Regions from separate parts of the Mus musculus genome. Here regions 1 and 2 are each linked to region 3. Evidence: chromatin contacts called from public HiChIP or PLAC-seq and promoter capture Hi-C data. All regions are on one chromosome and are shown on one strand. The core of a region is the stretch at or near the end of the contact, and the rest is flanking DNA. Distances in the headings are between cores, read along the strand shown.

Region 1 (4,759 bases), core at 517-3,016, 260 kb after region 3:
TCCTCTGCCTGATAAGAACACTTACAGACAACTTCCTACCGACATCATCATTCACTCTAGATGCCACCCTGCATGTATGTAATGTCTCTAGAACTGTGGAACACATCATCTGTAAATATAAGTCTGTGTGCTGAACAATCCCCCGCCCCTGTCTGCACCCAGTTACCATCGTACATTCTGGTGCTACTGTGTGATTCTTTTTAGAGTCACACAATAAGTGAGACACTCCCCTTAGCAGGATGATACTGTCCAGATTAGCCATTTGTTATACATGGTGAGATTTCCTTCTTTTTGAAGTCTGAACAATATTCTCTCTTAGCGATTGCAAATAATGCTTCAATGAACAGGGAGAGGGGAGTAAATAGATCTTTTAAATAGTGGCTTTATTTCTGTTTGGTAAAGATCCAGATGTGGGATTATTGGATCACATGGTAGTTCTAATTAGTAATTTTTTGAAGATCTTCGGCATTATTTTCCATAATAGCTATATCAATTTCCCTTCTCACCAATAGAGTACACTCTTCTTTATCCTCCACACCCTTGTTGATGCTTGTAATCTTTTGACTTTCTGATAATCGCCATCCTAACAGGCATGAGCTGGCAGCTCCTTATGGTTCTGATTTGCAGTTACCCTGATGGCCAGTGATGTTGAGTGTCTTCTCACATCCCTTCAGCCACAGTTGAACGTTCAAACCAGCAGTTCAAAGCACGTCCTTCCCTTGTCGACTCATACATTTACCACAACTCCCTAGCCCAATGTGGGATCCAGACAAATAAATAGATAGTAGCAAGCCAGCGTGACAAGGGCCCAGAAATGTGAAGCCATCGAAGAGGGTGGGGTGGTGGAAACACCCAGGATAGTTTTGGGAGATCAGGGTGGGCTTCTTGTAGGAATAGGATTGTGTAAGGGAGGTAGGAATCTTTGAATGAATAAGGTTTTTCCTAAGGTAGGTAGAGATAGACAAATAGCCAAGCAATGATGCTGTTAGACACAGAAATGCAGCAGACACACACATATATTTTGTATCTTTCTTTAGCTGAAAAGAATATTCTCCTGTGCACAAATTTAAGTTTGAGCAGTCTAGAGCATTGTCCACCAGAACCACAGAGTGGCCGGAACACACACACACACACACACACACACACACACACACACACACACACACACCCTGGAACTTAAGGGTAGATTCCTGTCTGCCGAACAAACCTAGAAAGTCCTGGTGACAGGTGGTTTATGGCTAGAGATTCGCTTCCCAGTGGCAATTATCAGTCTCCCCCTCACTACTTTCCTGTTTTATTTCCTTCCATGCTGGAGCAAACCCAGGCTGAGAAGCGGCACCCGCCTGAATTAGTCAGGGTGCCTGAAGAGGGAGGAGAAACGTGCATCTTGTATGGGCTGGTGGGAGGGAAAGAGAAATCTAAAATGCCAAAGCAGAAAGTAACCCTCGGACAAACACTTTATGAACCGCAGAGTGGAACAAATAACGATATAAATGATATTTTTGTCGATAGTTCGAAAGCAGAAACTAGGGAAGCTACAGTTGCAGGATGACTGTTCTTCTCCAGGCTTCCACCTAGGCCGCGGATCCCTCCTAGCTGCAGCCCTGGTCAAGGCCTGGGGGGGCGTGTCTGAGGGGCGGGGCCGCATGGAAGGGAGGAATAAAAAAAAAAAAAAAAAACCTAAGTAATTAGCATCCCCCGATTCCATTGGCTCTTCGACGGCCCTGCTTTGCATGCGCCCGCCCTCTGACTGCTTGGTTTGCTGGGGCTCAGCAGGGTTTTGCAGCCGCCTGGCTACAGCGCTTTAGTGCGGGGCGGGAGCTCAAGAGAACCGCGGCCCGGATCCCGGAGCCGGGGGAGCCCGTAGCCCGCCGAGCTGCGGCGGCCGTATCTGGGGCGATCTAGGTCCTATCGACACTGTGGCCGGCTCTCGGAGGCTTCTGCATCCGTCTGGTCCCAGGGAGGAGAGGACCAGACACTTTTATTTTGGATGAAAGGCGCGGGTCCTGGCGGGAGCTTCCTTCCCGGCCTGGCTCGCGGCTCAGTGCGCCCTCGCTCTGGCCCCGACTCCAGAAGATGACTTCAGGTTCCGCCGTGTATCTTCCCGTGGTGACGGCTCGGGGAGACAGGCGAAAGTAGTGACACTTGCTGGCAACGCCAGGTGGGAAAGTGAGCCTAGGCGACGTGGAGCCCCGCTGTCCCCGAGGACCCCGGTGCCCACAGATCCTTGCCTTTCCTTCCCCTCGGCTCCACGGCGGCTGCAGCATGAAGTGGCGCAGCGATGGCCAGGAGAGGTAAGAAGCCTGTGGTGCGAACGCTGGAAGATCTGACGCTGGACTCGGGTTATGGTGGCGCGGCGGACTCTGTGCGCTCCTCCAACTTGTCTCTGTGCTGTTCTGACTCTCACCCGGCGTCCCCGTATGGCGGGAGCTGCTGGCCGCCTTTAGCTGACTCCATGCACAGCCGGCACAACAGCTTTGACACCGTCAACACTGCCCTGGTGGAAGACTCCGAGGGGCTGGACTGCGCCGGTCAGCACTGCTCGCGGTTGCTGCCGGACCTCGACGAGGTCCCCTGGACCCTCCAGGAACTGGAGTTGCTGCTGCTGCGCTCGCGGGATCCCCGGGCAGGCCCAGCGGTCCCCGGCAGCCTGCCCAAGGACGCGCTGGCCAAGCTCTCGATGCTGGTAAGCCGGGCTCTAGTGCGCATCGCTAAAGAGGCGCAGCGCCTGAGCCTGCGCTTCGCCAAGTGCACCAAGTACGAGATCCAGAGTGCCATGGAGATCGTACTGTCCTGGGGCCTGGCGGCTCACTGCACCGCTGCCGCGCTGGCCGCGCTGTCCCTCTATAACATGAGCAGCGCTGGCGGCGACCGCTTGGGCCGTGGCAAGTCGGCGCGCTGCGGCCTCACCTTCTCCGTGGGCCGCGTGTACCGCTGGATGGTGGACAGCCGCGTGGCGCTGCGCATCCACGAGCATGCCGCCATCTACCTGACCGCCTGTATGGAGAGTCTCTTCCGGGACATCTACTCGCGGGTGTTGGCCTCCGGGCTACCTCGTAGCTGTAGCGGTCCTGGCCCTGGCTCCAGCTCCGGTTCTGGCCCAGGCCCCGGCTCAGGCCCCGGAGCCCCTGCAGCGGATAAGGAGCGCGAGACTCCGGGAGGGGGAGCGGCGAGCGGTGGCCCTTGCAGCGCAGCCAGCAGCGCCAGCGGGGGCAGTAGTTGTTGCGCCCCGCCAGCCACGGCGGCGACCGCAGTCCCGCCAACCACAGCCACCGCCGCCGTCGCCGCCAACCATCATCACCACCACCACACGCTTCACGAAGCGCCCAAATTCACCGTGGAGACCCTGGAGCACACGGTCAACAACGACTCGGAAATCTGGGGGCTCTTGCAGCCCTACCAGCACCTCATCTGTGGGAAGAACGCCAGTGGTAAGTGGCTCTGTCAACTCCGGGTTCAAGTTTGCCTCTCGTCCCCCTCCCGCGTCTCTCTGGCCACTCGCGCTCTCCACGGCCTTAGAGGTAGGGGCCAGAGTGGAGACAGCCAGGAACCCGTAGGTTCACTCCTGAGCTTGGGATCCGCGTGGTTGACACTGGTAGTAATGTTCCCAGAGCACACAGGGTTCCGCCCCCTTTGTGCAGGGCCAGGAGGTTGCTGCCTCCCGCAAGACAGGAGCAAAATCCAACACCCTTTTTATTTTACATTTAATTTAGTATGTTGTTTTACTCGGATCTGGCTTGAGACGTTTGAGTCTCGTGAATAGCTTCTAGAACCCTGTTGTGATCTTTAAGGGGCCACATTCCAGTACCCACGAGTTGGGCTAAGATCTGGAGGAGGCAGGTTCACTTGTCTGCCATGCAGTTCTCTCGCTTGCCCCAGGCCCTTTGGGGTCGCTGTGGATGCGCTAGGAAGGCATGGCTGAGGGCAGCGAAGGTGGAAGGATAGAGCTGGGTGGGCCTAAACGTGTTCATGTAGGTGGTGGTGGTGGTGGTGGAGAGACAACACTGCATTGCTCCAAGTTTTCCTGAACAGTTTCTGAGTACTTGAACCCAGAGCTGGAGATATAGGGGAGTGGGGGTGGGGTGGAGGGTGGCAAGGCCAAGTATTCCAGGCTCTGGCGGGTGATTTACATCTGTCACTTGGTTGAAGGAGAGCCACTAGGGACCCAGGCCAGAGGTAGGGGTTATCAGCTACAGGTACCCTTTTTCTGGAGTTCTAAAATCCCCTCATCGCGCCCCCTGGAAGGTGCCGAGTGGGTTTGAACCTGGGGTCCTGGATGTCCATAGGGTAGTGCTGGGGTGCTTGTTTTCCGGGTGGCGCTAGCGGTCCCCGTCTGCAAAAGCCTGAGCTAGACACTTCAAAGCTTCAATTTTCCACAGGAAATGGTAGAAGAGTAACTGGAGACTCTAAAAGCGAAATAAAACTTTGTTACGTATTCCAAGCGGTTTGGCCCGAGGTTGCGTGGTCGGAGCGAAAAGGCAGCCTTGCTGGGTAGATTTCATTCATGTCACAGCCTGTCTGTTTCCTCCAAGCTAAAGGAGAGATGCGTCTGGCCTGGCTTGGCCTCTGGGGTGCCAAGAGTGTGCATGTGGGTGTGCCCGCGCATGTGTGTGCAAGTGCCTTGTGAATATGCGAAGGAGCAAACCAGCAGGCTTCTGGGGTATAAGGCTCCAGCTTTAACCGTTTATAAATTTACCCTGATGGACTTTCTGACTGAATCTCTTCACCTGGATATGATCATCGTGGGGGAGGGGAAGAA
Region 2 (4,420 bases), core at 135-2,634, 440 kb before region 3:
TAGCATCTCACGGGACTCTTGATGCTTGGTGTATCTCTGTGGTAAGAAGATGTAGCGATGTGGTAGAGAATATGTGCTACATGGAGGCAGGTGCAATGCATGAAGCCGAGTCAAAGATCCACCCCATAGACAAGTTTGACTTACAGACTTGTTGAAAATGTTGTTCAGATCCTAGTGAACTTAATGAATCGTCATTCCCAATAAGAGTGTCATTTCTAATCTCAAGGGCTACAGGAGCTGCACTTTCAAGCATTGTGAACCAACAGTAGAGGGGAAGGGTCTGCATTGCCACGTTCAGCCTCTGTCCCTCTTCCCACTGCAGCTGGCCATTAAGAAATCCTGCTACCTCGCTACAGGCAGGAAGTACAGATATTTCTTCCTGAGCTTCATGTGCCCTTTGGCTGGCTATGGAGAGACAGAAAACATTTTATCCTGCCACCGTTTACCTGAGTGGTGTAAGGCCTGGACAGTTGGGAGTAATTCCCAGTAGGAAAGCTGAGCAGTGGCTCATCAGTTTGGCTTGCTATTCATCCTCGGCAGTGTGGGCCGGGGTCCTGCCTGTGCTCCTGACTTGCTAACAAGTTGAAATATACAGTACTGCACCCTATGTGCCATGAAAGGGCTATCACTTCTTTTGGGTTTACCAAACCATTTTGTTTGATGATGTGAATCCCCACTGAAACAATGCACCTTTTGTGTGCAGCCTTCGGCAGAATTAACAAGGCCAATCACTGTATGACTAATGCCACTCATTTTGTTTGAAAATGCAAACAGAAGCACTGGCCATCCTCAGCGTGTGAAACTGCTTTAAAAATAAACGATAGAGTTAAAAGAAGAAAAAATATTTTTATCACAACCCTTCCCACCCCAAAAAATAAAAACCCAACCTTTATTTTATGGCCCCACACGTCTGAAGCCAGTTGGGTTAGCTACCACACACAGTTAAGCAGGATCAGTGTGCACAGAAAGCCAATTCAGTGTCTGTAGAGTTCTTTTGTAGTCTTCTGTGTGAAGGTTTTTTTCCTCGTTTTGTTGTGAGTGTCATTTGCAATTCATTGTCTGTGTTTTCTGAGGTTGGTGTATTCAGCTGCTCTGACCCTGGGTCCTGCACATTTAGCTCCTTGGATACAATCCTCTGACGTTACTGCTGACGCTTGCAAGACAAAAGCCACTGAATATCTTAAGTCATTAAAAAAAAAAAAGCCTTTGTTACTGTTTGTTATTATAAAGCACACCTGACTAGGAAGGAAATCGTAGAGAAGTCATTTAAAGTTGGCACATGCGTGGGCGCACTTCCCTTTGGACACTAAAATAGCTGCAGGAGTACCGTGTAAGATCTGTGTGAAAGACAGGAAAAAGGCCAGGGATAGAGCCAGAGCAGAGACCCAGGTCTGAGGCAAGCCCCGCCCTTTGAGCAGGACTGCACTAGATCCTTTGAGCTCCCTGAGTCCCGACAGCGGGGAACTAAAGGCACTTTAAAGAGGATACATTGCTGAGACTCTTAATCTCAGAGTCTGTGTGGATTTTCCAGTCATGGTTTACTTGTTCGTCTGTTAGTCTGTGCAGAAAGTGAAGGAAGCGGAGGTAAATATTCCAGCCAACCTAGAAGAGGTGCTGTGTCTAACCTCTTTCCCCTTTGATACCAACCCCTTCCTAGTCTCCATCAGAGTGAAACAGCTCTTTTTCTGTTGCCACAAAGAGCTTCACTAAGACCAGTGTGGACCACAGGACCTCAAAGCCTCGCCTCACACATCAGACTAATCCAGCAAGCTGCCTGCAAAGGTGCTTCTTAAATCACAGACACTTTACGAATATAGTTATGAATAAAAGTTCAAGTCCCCCTCAGCACCTCTCACTTCTGCATGTGCTGTAGATGTGGTGACATGGCTCAGAATAGTAAGTCAGATAGACAGCTGGCACCGGTCAGTCTCCAGGCCATGAGCACTGGCTGTGTGCTGGGGCTGCACTGTGAGCTGGCAAGGCTGAGCTCAGAGTCTCCCTCGCATCCTGTCTGTTTTACTAGCTGGCCATCCTCTAGAGGAACACTTTCTCTTCTTTAAAGGATCACTCAGTTGCTATCAGCAAGTTAATGAATATGCATCACGGACCTCCTCCAGCCCTCCCCGCTTCAGCCCCAAATTGCTGAGATTTGAAAAAGAAAACATCTTAGGAGCTGGGACAGCTTCTGGCTTTGTCTTCACAGAGTCTGTTTCTAAGCAGACCATTTCTTCCTGTGTTTAAACTGGAGTAGGATGTCCTGGAATTGAGATGTTTAAAGCACATAGTGTTCAAGAATCCCCATAAAGTTTTGTTAAGTCCAGGCCTCTACCCCACTGTTTTGCAGATCTATTCTTTATTTGTTTAGGAATTTTAAAAAATGGGGGGGAAAGACTTAGCCAATTCTTGATGAGAACTGTTTTTTTTTTTTTAAAGATTTATTTATTTATTATATGTAAGTACACTGTAGTTGTCTTCAGATACACCGGAAGAGGGCACCAGATCTCATTACAGGTGGTTGTGAGCCACCATGTGGTTGCTGGGATTTGAACTTCGGACCTTCGGAAGAGCAGTCGGGTGCCCTTACCCACTGAGCCATCTCACCAGCCCCGATGAGAACTGTTTTTAATCTATTGCTTTGTGTTTGTTTGTTTGTTTGTTTGAATTACTCTAGCTGTTGTAGGCGTGTCCCTGTGGTAGTTCCTGAGATTGAAATACTTCAGTCTTATCTGAGGTCTCCCTGAGCTCAAAGCCCGCTTTGCTAGTCACTCAGGTGGATGAAGTTGCTATACATGCAGCTGCTGCGGGCTACAGCCCGAGTGGCTTAGGTGTACTGCATGGTGACACTGCCTGAGTCACATGCCTGCCTGCCTGCCTGCAGTGCCACTTTCTGAGTACCTGCAGAGGAAGGGGTGTTGCTGGGCATTAGCCCCCAGGGCTTCATTTCCTGCTATCCTGCTCTACTGCTGACCTGTTCCCCCACCTCCCAAGTTTTACACGCATGCATGTGTTTCTTTAAGCATGATAGCAATCCTGTAAGCCTGTGCTTTTCTTTCTGACAAGAAAGCTGAGTGGTTGAGTAGCTTAAACATTGTATCTTATGGAATCTCTTGTAAGACTTATTGAAGTTCTTCTCTACTAAGAACTCCCTTCCTGCCCACATTTCCTGAACTTTTGGGGAGTGTAATCAGGCTAGCTTCTCTGCTACCTTATAGATTATAAACTCATTGAAGATAGGAACTTTCTTTAGTGTTGTATCCTTGTACCTAGTGGTATGATAAATACTTAGTAAATGTTTCTGAAGAAATGAATAACTGGATGGATGGGTGAATGAGTGAGTGTCTCTGTAGTCTAGAGCTGAGTTAGGTGGCACAGGTCTTTAATTCCAGCACTTGGGAGGAAGAGTCAGATGGATCTCTGTGAGTTCTAGGCTAGCCAGGGCTATATAGTGACATTTTGACTCAAAACCAATTAACAAAATCCAGCATCAACCTCTGGCCTCCATACACACATATGTACATGTATAACTACACACAATATGCACACACACACACACACACACACACACACACACACACGGAGTAAGAGAATTTTACACTAAAGAAGAGTAAGCTGAAGAAATAATACAACCTGAATCTGACTTGTTATAAAACTACAACAATAAAGAAAATGTGATATTGATTCAAGGGTGAACATGTGAGTGAATGGAACAGAATTAACAATTGAGAAAAACATGTATGCCTTTATAGGCAGTTGATTCTCTCTTTCTCTGCCCCCCCCTCCCCCCTGGTGTCTTTGTTGAGACAGGGTCTCAGTATGTAGGCTGGCTGGCCTCAAACTCATAGAGATCTGCCTGCCTCTGCCTCCCAGGCATCAGATCAAAGGTGTGTGCCAACCCCCCCCCCAACCCCCCTTCTCCATCTTTGGTCTGAGTTTCTTTACAATCACTATTCCCCTTCTTGAAACACTAAATTATCTTCATAACTAATGTTTGGCTTTTTAAAGAATTTTTAAGACTATGTATGTGACATGAAAGGAAAAAGTGTGTGCGCATGCATGCTGGTGCCCTCAGAAGCAGGGGTCAGAAGGAGTGTGTGCACATGAGTGCTGGTGCCCTCAGAAGCAGGGTTCAGAGCCCTTGGGGCTGTAGTAATTGGTAGTTGTGAACTGCCTGGTGTAGGTCCTCACAACTGAACTCACATCTTCTGAAAGAACAGCAAGTGGTTTTTTTTTAAGGATTTATTTATTAAATATATGTAAGTACACTGTAGCTGACTTCAGACACCCCAGAAGAGGGCATCAGAGCTCATTATGCATGGTTGTGAGCCACCTTGTGGTTGCTGGGATTTGAACTCAGGACCTTCGGAAGAGCAGTCAGTACTATTACCCACTGAGCCATCTCTCCAGCCCATAGCAAGTGCTC
Region 3 (4,539 bases), core at 1,431-3,930:
CGCCCACACACGTCGTCAACAGCAGCTGGAGTAGTGATTCCTCCACACAGATTTTCAATGGACTCTGCCCATATCCTGGGACTTTGTACGTCAACAAGGAAATGAAAGAAAAGCCATCAAGACAGGCAGCAGGTAAAGGTGCTGTCGCCAAGGCTACTGCTCTGACTTTAGTCCAGAAACGAACGTGATGGAATGAGAGGACTGACTTCTGCACGTTGTCCTCCGACCTCCATACATGCACCACTTTGGCACACACCTCCCCACCACCCCTAAATATCTTTTCACCTTATTAAGAAAGGCCAACTCTCCCCACCCAACACATAATCTATAAAGAGCAATAAAGATAATCAAGTGAGGTCACATTCACATTTATGCCTTAAACAGTTGCACCCACCTCTCTTTTTCTGCATTTCTGATATCACTGCTCTTCCCCTCCGTCTCCTTTGTTCTGTCCTCTTAGCTGATCCATGCAGATTCTCCTTCCTCTTCTATTTCACAACTCTCAATAAAGGCAACTTCCCTGCTATCAGAGCTAATGAGTAGTTTCAATTCCTACTTTTCTGGACTTTTGTAGCATCCAGCAGCGTTTGACCATTTGTTTTTCAAAACAGTCTCTTGTCTGACTTCCAAAGTGCTCCCCTCTTCTTGCTCTCCCCACCACTCCCCTCTGGCCACCCCTTCTCTGTCTCCTCTACAGGTGCATCTTTAGGCTTGGTAGCCTGAAATTCCAGCACTAGGAAGGCTGACGCATAAGTTTTAGGTCAGCCTGGTCTACCTAGAGTATTTTTAAGCCAGTTTGGACTGTAAAGTAACAACTTGTTTAAAAAAAAAAAAAACCCAAAATATTATAATTAAAGAAATGAGAGAGACCATGAATTTGAGAGAGAATAATGGAGTGTGTGTGTACTTGGGAAGTGTAAATGATGTAATTGTATTTTAATTAAAAGCATTAGAAATGAATGAGTTTTTCTAGTGAAAAACAAACAAATGTACAAACAAATAAATATGCTTTCCTTCTTACCTTATAGTCTCTCCTGAGCGATTTTGTCCTTCTCCAGGGCTTCAGTCAGTCCATTTAGGACTCCTCTGTAGCTTCTAAAATGTGATTCTGTCACCTCTCTGCAATAGACCTCAGTGGCACTTTAGGACAGACATACAATAATTTGTAGAAAAGACTTTCTGCCACCTGAATTCCCATCTCCCTTCCTCACAAACCAGTCACTTCTCAGTCCCGGCGGACTCTGTTCCCACTACATAGTCTCCAAAGACTGTGCTTTTGTCAATCAACTCTCAGAAGTAAGCGTCACTTTCTTAAGGAAATGCCTCTGATGTTTCAGAATAGATGAAGCCCCATGTCCCCTTTAAGGGTGTTTACGGCACCATGGACTGCAATGCTCCACCTGGGATGGCTGTGACCCCTCACGTTTCTGCTTCACTATCCCACACAACCCACTTTGCAGCACCGTGTTCTAATGAACTGTCTCCCTGCCCTTCATGGGCTGCCATCACTGACTCTGGGAAAGAGAGGGGCAGGCAGTTCCCGGTGTGTTTTTTTACTTTATAGTAATATTTATCAATTGTCCATTCAACTTGTAGGGTTTTTTTGTTTGTTTTTTTGTTTGTTTGTTTGTTTTAAGCTCAGGCTGCTGTCAGGATGGTAGGCACTAGCTCTCCTGGCCAAACATTTCATATTTCTGTTGGGATCACAGACCATCTGAGAACTTGAGAGTTACAGACTTTACAAAAAAAAAATAAGGAAGGCCCACACCTTTTTCACTTCAGAAATGGCGTTAGCAAGAACTATGAGCAGCCCATAGTGACTGTGTATGCAGGGGAGAGCCGAGACTGAATACTGTTATTTCCTGTAATGAGCAAACAAAGAACACGATGCACAAGGCAATAACAGCAAATTAACAAATCAGGCTATGAAACAATGCAGAGGGCAAAAGTGAGTTACTTTAGCGCAGCTACACTGCCTTGGAATTAATCTCCAATTAGCTGTGACTTTTTAGGAAGTAATATCACCTTTCTGTGTGGGCAGTGTGGGCATCAGGAACATGGGGACGCTATTCCTTGGTGAAAGATCATGTTAAACGAGTTAATAGTAGTTCAGAGTATTAAAAAACAAAACAAAGCCCTCACATCTACTCCTCATTAAACCATAGTTCCCCTTAAAGATGAGGCCAGGATGCAGGTGTAGCTTGCCCAAGGCTGCCCACCTAAGAATGGCAGTCCTCTTAGCCTTGTGTCCTATGTACAATGATGCTCTTGCTAAAAAGGTCACATAGTCTGCTCTCTTATGCAATCCTCTCAAGCAATCCTGAGGTGAGAAATACATTTTTATAATTAAAACAGTCCTCTCAATAAAACCAATTAAGTTCTGATCTGACAGTTTCAAGTGAATTCCAATTTGTAGGCAAAGAACCACAAAGTTGGTCAGAGGAAGGGCCCTGCCAGGACCGCTACCGTGGCCTCTTATTTACGTGTGCAGCCTCCTTTTTTCAGTGCTCCGAGGTGGAGTGCCTGTGTGGACGTTCTCGGTGGGCAGCTGCTAACCCTGACCCCGGTAGGCAGGCTTGAGGCTCAGCCAGAGCTGGAGAAATAGGGTGGCTTACCTGTGGGCAGCAGTCCAAGCACAGCGGAGAGACCTTGGGCGTTGAGCTAAGTTCCCACCCTGTTCCGCAGGCCTCTCCACTCAGGAAACAGATCCTAGGTAACTGGCAGGGCTTCGCCTTGGCTGGTAACCAATCAGAGCTCGAGAAACTGATGTGCAGGAAGTCACGCCTCCATCCCGAGCGTAGCCAATTAGAACACTGTGTACAGGCTCCCGTGGGAATAAGTGAGCCACACTACAGGGTCTATTGCCACCAGTGCCACCTGGCGCTTCTGTCTCAGCAAACTCTGGTGGTTCAGTCTCTTTGTCCCTTAGAGAACGTTACAACTCGTTGAGAGAAAGAGGCAGGGAGGAGGGGCAGATCAGAACCTGTTGTCTGTAATGTGGAGCCATTCAGAATTCTCAAGTTTAAAACTTTGAAACCTGACCTGTCCAAACAAAACAAACCCCTCACATCTGCGGTAAACACCAGGTCTGATTCCCTAAATGCCATTCATCCTTTTTACCCCTAGATGACTTTGCCCAAATACTGCTAAACTGCCTTTTGCTTTACATTCTAAGTTATTCGTGATGCCCACACTCATAAACCAGCCAACCAAAAGCCAGAATCTTTTTCATCCATCCTTCAGATAAATATTTACAGGCTGCCGCCTCAGCACCAAGCATGCGGAACTGCAGCGCTAGGACCTTGGACAGGGCAACAGGAACTGAAACACATTAACGTGGTAACCACAATGAGAGTGAAGTGCTACCCAGGAAAGAGTCCCCTGTGCCCACCCTGTGCTGTATGCAGTTAGAGCAAGGAAAATGGTGTTTCCTAGGCTGATAGCCCGCCTCGTTACCTTTCTAAGGGTCTCTCACTCAGGTTGACACCTCCCCTTCATGTGGAGTGGAGGCTCCTGATTATGTCCTTAGCTAAGAACAATGCTTGATCCACAGTTAAGAACTCCAGAATGTTAATCATATCTGAAAACAGCCGTGTGGTTTACACTTTGTGGGCTTTAGAGGAACAGAGTCCTGACTCCTAAAGATCAGTTCTGATCCTCAGGCTACTCCGGAATTAACTGAGCAGCTACTACCTAGATGAGTAGGTGATCTATGTCCAATAACCCTTCTTAGCACATCAACACTCTATTCATGGATTTTACTGCACACTTTCTTACAAAAATTTGGGATTCATGGTTAAGATGTGCTATCCTCACTTGGGAAAAGGAAACTACAGTCAAGTATAGAAAAGGAATAAGTGGTCACATCGCAGCATGGGGAAGGATTAGACAAAGACAGCCTGGAATTACACAGTAATCTAGGCCAGTTTTGTTTAGTTTCAGGCACTGTCTCAAAAGCCAACCCACACCCCCCATCAGACAATTGAAAAAAAAAGGGGGGGAAGAAAGAAAGTTATAGGTGTTAAAGTCAAGACTTGGAATTGCATGCTGTGCAATCACTTGTTAGGAGAGGGACGCAGAACTGAGAATCATGGTGTGGGAAGCTTGCACCAAGGCTCCACACAACCTGTGCACTGTGATCAAAAGTAGCTGCTAACTCAGCCACACTGACTGTGGCCAGTGACTGGGCTCAGACTTTGCCATCTTCTTACAGTGCGTTTCTAGGGCCTGACACTCAGAAAAAACCTTAGGAGGAACAGGTGATGAGACTACTACTATGTATATTTTCCTAAAGAAAACTACAAAAATCAAACAATTCTGAAGTCTCTATAAGAAATAAAGTTATACTGGGTATAGTGGTTTGAATGAGAATGGTCCCCACAGGCTTGTTTGAATACTTGGGCCCCAGCTGGTGGAGCTGTTTGGGAAGGATGAAGAGGCGTGGCCTTGTTGCAGGAGATGCTTTGAGGTTCTTGCCATTCCTGGGCTCCCTCTTGAGTCTCTCAGTTATGGACTGAGGTGTGAGAACTCAGGTGTTCC

The links. HiChIP or PLAC-seq counts read pairs in DNA pulled down with a chosen protein or histone mark. Capture Hi-C pulls out chosen DNA fragments and counts their contacts.
Region 1: a promoter capture Hi-C map of adipose tissue shows a contact between it and region 3. The contact joins the promoter of Btbd11 here to the promoter of Mterf2 in region 3. A contact is called at or near these places in 2 of 484 Hi-C or Micro-C datasets (CD4 T cells and forebrain), 1 of 115 datasets of contacts at active chromatin or transcription factors (memory CD8 T cells) and 2 of 9 other capture datasets (adipose tissue and embryonic stem cells).
Region 2: a contact with region 3 is called in an H3K27ac HiChIP or PLAC-seq map of embryonic stem cells, with 5 times the contacts expected there. The contact joins the enhancer-like site here to the promoter of Mterf2 in region 3. A contact is called at or near these places in 3 of 115 datasets of contacts at active chromatin or transcription factors (bone marrow-derived macrophages, embryonic stem cells and memory CD8 T cells) and 2 of 9 other capture datasets (embryonic stem cells and pancreatic islet).

What each region holds. Positions count from the first base shown.
Region 1 is chr10:85,385,048-85,389,806 of GRCm38.p6, forward strand. Btbd11 (BTB (POZ) domain containing 11) reads left to right here and starts at 1,767. Exons shown (of 17, transcript NM_028709.2): 1 at 1,767-3,431. The coding sequence starts at 2,282.
Region 2 is chr10:84,685,032-84,689,451 of GRCm38.p6, forward strand. The region is part of intron 19 of Polr3b (polymerase (RNA) III (DNA directed) polypeptide B); the gene reads left to right. Among named protein-coding and RNA genes, the nearest start is that of Gm17249, 65 kb to the left of the region's middle. Within about 2 kb of position 1,385, at least 69 of the 459 cell types and tissues checked have an H3K27ac peak or open chromatin away from gene starts, as enhancers often do. A contact at or near this core is called in embryonic stem cells, where this site is marked.
Region 3 is chr10:85,125,347-85,129,885 of GRCm38.p6, forward strand. Mterf2 (mitochondrial transcription termination factor 2) reads right to left here and starts at 2,681. Exons shown (of 3, transcript NM_028832.3): 1 at 2,616-2,681; 2 at 1,022-1,140.